2 separate regions of the Rattus norvegicus genome follow, and region 2 is linked to region 1. Evidence: chromatin contacts called from public Hi-C data. All regions are on one chromosome and are shown on one strand. Each heading gives the region's core, a stretch centred on a gene start, on an enhancer-like site or on the middle of the called end of the contact. The rest is flanking DNA. Distances are from core to core; before and after follow the strand shown. Region 1 overlaps Frrs1 (ferric-chelate reductase 1). Region 2 has its middle 180 kb from the start of Palmd.

What was found. Hi-C and Micro-C count contacts between places; a contact is called where the count stands out from the background.
Region 2: a Hi-C map of Schwann cells shows a contact between it and region 1, with 6 times the contacts expected there. The contact joins two enhancer-like sites. A contact is called at or near these places in 7 of 12 Hi-C or Micro-C datasets (the A7r5 cell line, Schwann cells, frontal cortex and 4 more).

Annotation. Positions count from the first base shown.
Region 1 is chr2:207,563,502-207,567,053 of GRCr8, forward strand. It overlaps Frrs1 (ferric-chelate reductase 1), which reads left to right. Exons shown (of 18, transcript NM_001398971.1): 18 at 1-2,875. Among named protein-coding and RNA genes, the nearest start is that of Frrs1, 57 kb to the left of the region's middle. Within about 2 kb of position 1,315, at least 40 of the 93 cell types and tissues checked have an H3K27ac peak or open chromatin away from gene starts, as enhancers often do.
Region 2 is chr2:207,809,473-207,812,902 of GRCr8, forward strand. No RefSeq gene overlaps it. Among named protein-coding and RNA genes, the nearest start is that of Palmd, 180 kb to the left of the region's middle. Within about 2 kb of position 1,374, at least 5 of the 93 cell types and tissues checked have an H3K27ac peak or open chromatin away from gene starts, as enhancers often do.

The sequences.
Region 1 (3,552 bases), core at 65-2,564:
GGATGATTTCGGATTTCTGCTTGGCTCCAGAACCCTATTTTCATCTCTCAGTAATTACCCCAGTTCATTGTTTTTATTTCTAACCAATAAAGTGAAAACTTTTGGTTTTTCTCTACATAGATCTTAGTTAAAAATAGCTTAGGCTTCGGTAGGAATTTCTTGTGCTCATGGTCAATGAATGCCACATTTCGGTTTAAATATCTCTTGAGAATGTCTTTATTTCAAGAGAAAGGGCTGGGGATGTAGCTCAGAGGCACCGTGCTTGAGTAGTGAGTGTGAAGCCATGCTTCTGTCCTAGCACCGGAGAAATGGCAGAGTAACAATGTGAATCTGTATGAAAAAATTTTCTTTCAGTTTTACATTATAAGCCACTAAAGGCCAAAACATATGTCTTAATAAGTCTTATTTAGTATCAGACAAGGAAAATCCCTTCAGGAAAAGGTGGAATTTGCTTAGGTTTGGTTTGCAGATGGGTGAACTTCTGGACTTCTGATGCCAAGGCCAATATTGTAATGTATTTTTCAAAAGAAATTTTTTTTATTATTTCTTTAATACGTAGGGGCACCCTCTCAGAGGCGAAAGGGAAGTAGGATGGGAGGAGGAACCCTGTGAGGAGAGGCCTGGGGAGGGGAGGGGAGGTAAATATATAAATAAGTTAAGAAAAAAGAACTTTACATAATGACAGGTGGGTGTGGTACCACAGGCCTCTAATTCCAGTGGGAGGCAGAGGCAGGCGGATCTCTGTAAGTTCAAGGCCAGCCTGGTCTATAAGAGAGTTCACCAGGACAGCCAGGGTACACAGAGAAGCCCTGTCTTGGAAAACACACACACACACACACACACACACACACACACACACACACACACACACATCTCTCATATCTCATATAATGTATTTTGATCATATTCACCTTAGCTCCTCCCACATCTCCACTAACTTCTCTACTCCCAAACTGTATGTCTTATTATTGTTTGTTTGCAATAATCTGTGCTGTCTATATCCTCCTGGGTTTCTGGCTGCCCACCAAAGATCGAGGTCAATTTTTCCCAAGCCACACCCCTAAAGAAAACTGACTCGCTCCCATGAGAAGCCATCAACTGTAGGTCCTCAGGTAGGGATGGACTTAGGGACTCCTTCCCACCTCATGTGGACTGGCTTGACCTTGCACAGGAGTTGTGCAGGCAACCACAGTGGTTGTGAGGTCATGAGTGAGGTATCCTGCCAGCTCCCGAAGACACTGTTTCCACCCTGCGCCTTCCTTCCCAGCCTCTGGCACTTGCAGTCTCTGGGACTGCTCTGACGTGGTCCCTGAGCGCTGGGAAAGGGCGTGATATAGATGCTCCACTTGTGACTCATCGCTCCGCAGATGCTTTGACCAGCTGTGAGTTTCTGCATAGCATATTCTTTTTCACGGAGTGGTGTTTGCTCGGGTTTACTCCTCCATCGAGCTGTGCAAACAAATCTGTGCCACTTAATCTTAGTGCGCCCATTTCCCTTAGGAACGGACGCGTTACAACCCTTCTGCTCCCTGTGCTTGGTCTTAGTTTTGCAATAAACAATCTGGGTAGATTTTTAAAAAAAAAAAAGTATACATATTTTTTTTAAAAAAAGAAAAACTAAATGATTTTTCTGTGTCTAGGCATATTGTCAAAAACAGCAAAACCATGTTTTCTTAAAGAAGGGCTATTCTGTAAAATAGAGATCAATGTTTTCCACAAAATAAAAAAGAAATAGTCTAGAAAATCATGGTTAAGTTAGCATAGACTGAGTCTGTGTTTGGCCTTGTCAGCTTCTGGTCTGAGGAGGTCAAGCTGGGGCACAGCGGCCTGTAACTGTAGTGAATATGTGACTCTCGTTCCTGTTAGCGCTTCTCAGTTTGAGGATTCCGGGCTGGAGGTGAGGTGATGCCTCATCCTCCCCACATCCTCCCCTCCCGCCCAGGAGGCTGTAGGAAGGCAAGCACAGCAGATACCAACTAGGAAGCCATGGGGGCCGTGTGGCTCTTGGCTCCAAGTCTGTTTATCTATGTATTCTATTGAAGCAAGGGGGAAACGGGGAACAAAGGCCCTTGTTCAAGATAATCCATTATTAATGGGACTGGAGAAACAATTCTTTTATGTTCATTATGAACTGGATCAGCCTTCTCATAGCTCCCACGTCCGTCCTTCCTTCCCTGTGTAACCCCTGACATACTCATTCGTCGGCCCACAGTGTCGGTGCTCACCCAGCCGCACTGCCTTTCTGTTTCCGTCCTAGCCAGAGCCTGCAGGTTCACGTTTTCCATTCTTTCATCTTCCTGGCACCTCCTTGTCCTGTTCCCGACACTGATCCCTCTTTGTCAGTGGGTGCTGAGGTGGGAGGGAGGCCTGAGGAGCCACAGTTACTCCCGAATTCCATGTTTGTGGCAATGGGGTTTGTCTCCCGGGAGTCGTCTTTGTCGTCTTCAACAACCTATCTCATTAAACTTCTGAGTGAAATGACACCAGCCAAAGGTGCTTGCTTTGTACATGTTGCTGGTAAGGCCTTTGCCACTCGATTACAATGTTAAACTTTTAACAGTTTTGCATCTGAAATGTGGTTTTTTTTTATTATTATAAGAATATATGATGAAATAGCTCAGACACACCTGACGGTTCTTATCTGATTCTCCTGTTGTGCGAACCAGCAGGATCAAATGTGTGACGAACTAAGGTAGAATTCAGGTCACTGGGTGGGGGCCGGGTAGCTAGGGGGTGGGAGTTATTACTAAGGAAGGTTAAGTTTGTGTCGGGGAAGTGATGATTGCACACTGTTCTGAATGTGTTCAATGAACTGAATTCTGCACTGAGAGATGATTGACATGGGAATAACCCAATAAAAACTGAGCAAAACGTTCCTGGCAGCACTGTTCCTATCGAATGGTGGGCAGTTCAGGCCACATGTCTGTTGACAGAGGAATGCCGTGTAGAGTGTGTGTACAAGTAGAATATTGCTCAGCCAAAGGAGAGTAAGACACTGATACCCGCTATCATGTGAGTGAACCTCCAAAGTACTATGCAAAGTGAAAGAAGACAGAACAAAGCTTGACTGCTGAATGGCTCCTTGGCTCAATCAGTAGAAACCGAGAGAGAGCACTGAGGCTTGTTAGGGGCTGGATGGAGGCAGGGAGAGGGGCTGACTTCTTAGCGGGTGTGCACTTTTATTTTGGACCTGACGAAAATGTCTTGGAGCTTGGTACGGACACAAGATGAGAGCCGAGGATTGTCCGTCTTAAGATGGTTTTGTCTTTTCAAGCGACGGTGGAGTCACATCTAAAGGCAACCGCACTGTGTCCTGCTTCCCTGTGTGGACCTCAATAACCTTCTGGTTTTCATTCAGGCCCTGAATGACTTACTCTGAATGATCAGAGTAAATTTCCTGAAACCGTGCATTCTAAGTACATGATGGTCACTGACATTACTTTTCTTTCAACATCAAGTATTTTGATGTTCAAAAAAAAATATAATGTTTTGAGTAAGTCTCTGCCGAGCCCTACAAACAGACAAGACAAACAACTGGTGTAAACACTGGGA
Region 2 (3,430 bases), core at 124-2,623, 250 kb after region 1:
AATAGATTTGGAAGGAGCCTGACAGCTTCATAGCTCTGTTTGGCCCTGCATATTGTTCAGCTTCTCAGGCCTAGTGACAGTCCTTACCTTCTTAGTATGTTCACAGATTGATGGGTTAGACCATTTAGAGCAGTGTCTATAGTGTAGTGTTAGGGGAGGGCTAAATCTACACTTTATAGCATCTCTGTCAACAGATTTGGTGGGTTTGGTGTTGCTGGTTTGGAAACAGGGTTTCACTCTGTAGCCCAGGGTTGGTCTTCAACAGGTAGTCATCCCGATTGAACTGAAACAATAGATTGAAGTGATACATGTAGTGTTGAGAAGTCGAGCAGGCATTGAACACCTGCTTCATCATTCTAACCTCAGTTAAGTGTTACAGTTCTGTTCTCACAAAGCGATCCGAAGTGAGTGAACTGTATGGCTCTGACAGCTTGGCTGGCTTCAAGGCTTACAAACATTCGGAGGGCAGAGAGGTCAGAACACAATATAGAGCTTCCAATTGCCAATCTTTGCTCATTCTATATCAGATGTTACCTCACTTTGCCATAGAGATAAAACATGCTTTTGTCTTGCCTTTACCTCCTACACAGGGAAAACCAGGCTTCATACACCCTGGGGCTTGGTAGGTGAAGACTGGCAGAAGAAACCGGATGTCAGCAAGGCATTGGCACAGGATCTATTCCCATGGTTACACATGTGAAGGTGTTTCATTTTTCATTAGGTTATGGTCGTCAGCCTTCTGCAAGCGAATGACTAAGAAGAGCATCTTTATTGGCTCCTTCCTGACCCTTTTGAATATCTTCCCTGTGACCTTAGGCAGTGGTTCTCAACTTGGGGGTCATGACCCCTTTGGGGAGGTGCATATCAGATATCCTGCATGTTAGATATTTACGATTCTATTCATAACTAGCAAAATTGCAGTTATGAAGAAGCAACAAAATAATGGTTGGGGATCAGCACGGCATAGGGAACTGTATAAAAGGCTCTCAGCATTAGGCAGGTTGAGAAATGCTGCCTTAGAGTATGTTTCTCCATCTCAGCTCTTCTGTCCTAAATCTAGCGTCTCTTCCTCATGTGCGTCAAGCTCTCTCTACTCTCTTCAGCAGCCTTGTCCCACCGTGGCTGGCTGGCTTTGGATTTATCCATCTTCCACTAGTACAATTTGGTCAATGAATTAATTTTTATTCAAATCTCAGTGGCCCTCACACATCACATCGGTGTAATGGGGGCATATACTGTAAGGCTGGAGATCTTTGAGTCATGTACTCGGAATCCACACACATTTCAGCCCTCTGTTCAGGGATTGCAAGATGCTGAGAATAATTGCCGAAGAAAAGCCTGAACTCCTCGAAAGCGACCAGAGGGTGGCAGCATAGGACGCACAAGAAAAGCCAGGACCAACAGCGGCTTCGGAACATGAAACTACTAATTACTGATGAGAACAACACCAGGAAAACTGTCTAAGAACATGCAGTTTAGTTCCAGAAATACCTGATTTTGGCTCTGTTTCTATACTCACTGACAGCATGAACTTGGGCAAGCCGATTAATTTCTTTAAGCCTCATTTCCTCATCTACACAATGAGGGTGACAATAATTACAGGACTGTTTTAGGATTATGGGAGAAAACCTATGTGATACACTTAGTCTATGTCTAGGAAACAAGTAGTTCAAGGACAGACAGATAGACAGACAGACAGACATGTGTGATGAGTAGTTTTATGTCAGTTTGACACAAGCTACAGTCATCTTGAGAGGAGGAACCTCAATTAAGAATGAGTCTTCATAGAATCAGGCTATAGGCAAGCTATAGGGCATTTTCTTAACTAGTGATTGATAGCAGAGGGCCCAGCCCATTGTGAGTAGGGCCATTCCTGGCCAGGTGGTTCTGAATTCTACAAGGAAACGGGCTGAGCAAGCCAGTAAGCAGCGCTCCTTCACGACTTCTGCATCAGCTCCAGCCTCCAGGTTTTTTCCCTGTTTGAGTTCTTGTCTTGACTTCCTTTGGTGCTGAACAGTGATGTGGAAGTGTAAGTCCTCTCTGACTTGCTTTTTGTTATGCTGTTTCATCACAGCACTAATAATCCTTTCCAAGACAGAGACATGCAGACAGACAGATTTTATTTTTACGAATGAATGAATGAATTAATTTTTGAGACATTGTCTCCTACTGATCCTGGTGCTTTCCAATGGAGCTAGATTGGCTAACTTGAAAACCTATTTCCACTTATCCACTGCTGGAATTACAGGTGTGTCCTGCCACTCTTTGCTTTTAAAAAAATTATATTTTATTTTTAATGTGTGCATCTCTGTGTGTGCCTGTCTGTCTGCCTGTCTGTGTATAGACATATGAGTGCTGATATATGCAGGGGCCAAAAGGGAGCACCAGATCCCTTGGAGCTGGAGTTATGGGTGGTTGTAAGGCACTTGATATGGGTGCTGGGAGCCTAACTTGGTCCCTCTGCGAAAGCAGCAGGTGCTCTTGTTTTTTGTTTTTTTGTTTTTTTTAAATTAACTTGAGTATTTCCTATATACATTTCACGTGTTATTCCCTTTCCCGGTTTCTGGGCAAACATCCCCCTCCCCCTCCCCTTCTTTATGGGTGTTCCCCTCCCCATCCTCCCCCCATTGCCGCCCTCCCCCGAACAATCTAGTTCACTGGGGGTTCAGTCTTAGCAGGACCCAGGGCTTCCCCTTCCACTGGTGCTCTTACTAGGATATTCATTGCTACCTATGAGGTCAGAGTCCAGGGTCAGTCCATGTATAGTCTTTAGGTAGTGGCTTAGTCCCTGGAAGCTCGCAGCAGGTGCTCTTAACTGCGGAGTCATTTCTCCTCTCCCATCACTTCCTGACTTTTTGTAGTGTGCATGCTAAGGATCAAAGTCATGTATTCAGGATAGTGCAGCAAGCACCTTATTGACTGAGCCATCTCCCCAGCCCTGAGCATTGTATTTTCAAGAACAGTTGCTTTAACATTCCCTAAACAGAGAGTACAAGGTAACGGCAGCTTTTCATGCTTGTACTCTGATAAAGGAAGCTCATTATCTGCAGAACTCAGGAACACTTCTACATGCTAACTGAATCCAGTCTTGGTCACCTGCGCTGGCAATGCTAAACATTAACAGTGTTAAAATGTTTTTCCTTATAGATTTTTACCAATCCTACATCCGATAGGGGCTAATATCCAATATATACAAAGAACTCAAGAAGTTAGACTCCAGAGAATCAAATAACCCTTTGAAAAAATGAGGTATAAACAAAGAATTCTCAGCTGAGGAATATCAAATGGTTGAGAAGTACCTAAAGAAATGTTCAACATCCTTAGTCATCGGAGAAATGCAAATCGAAACAACCCTGAGATTCTGCCTCACACCAGTGAGAATGGCTAAGATCAAAAACTCAGGTGACAGCAGATGCTGGCGAGGATGAGG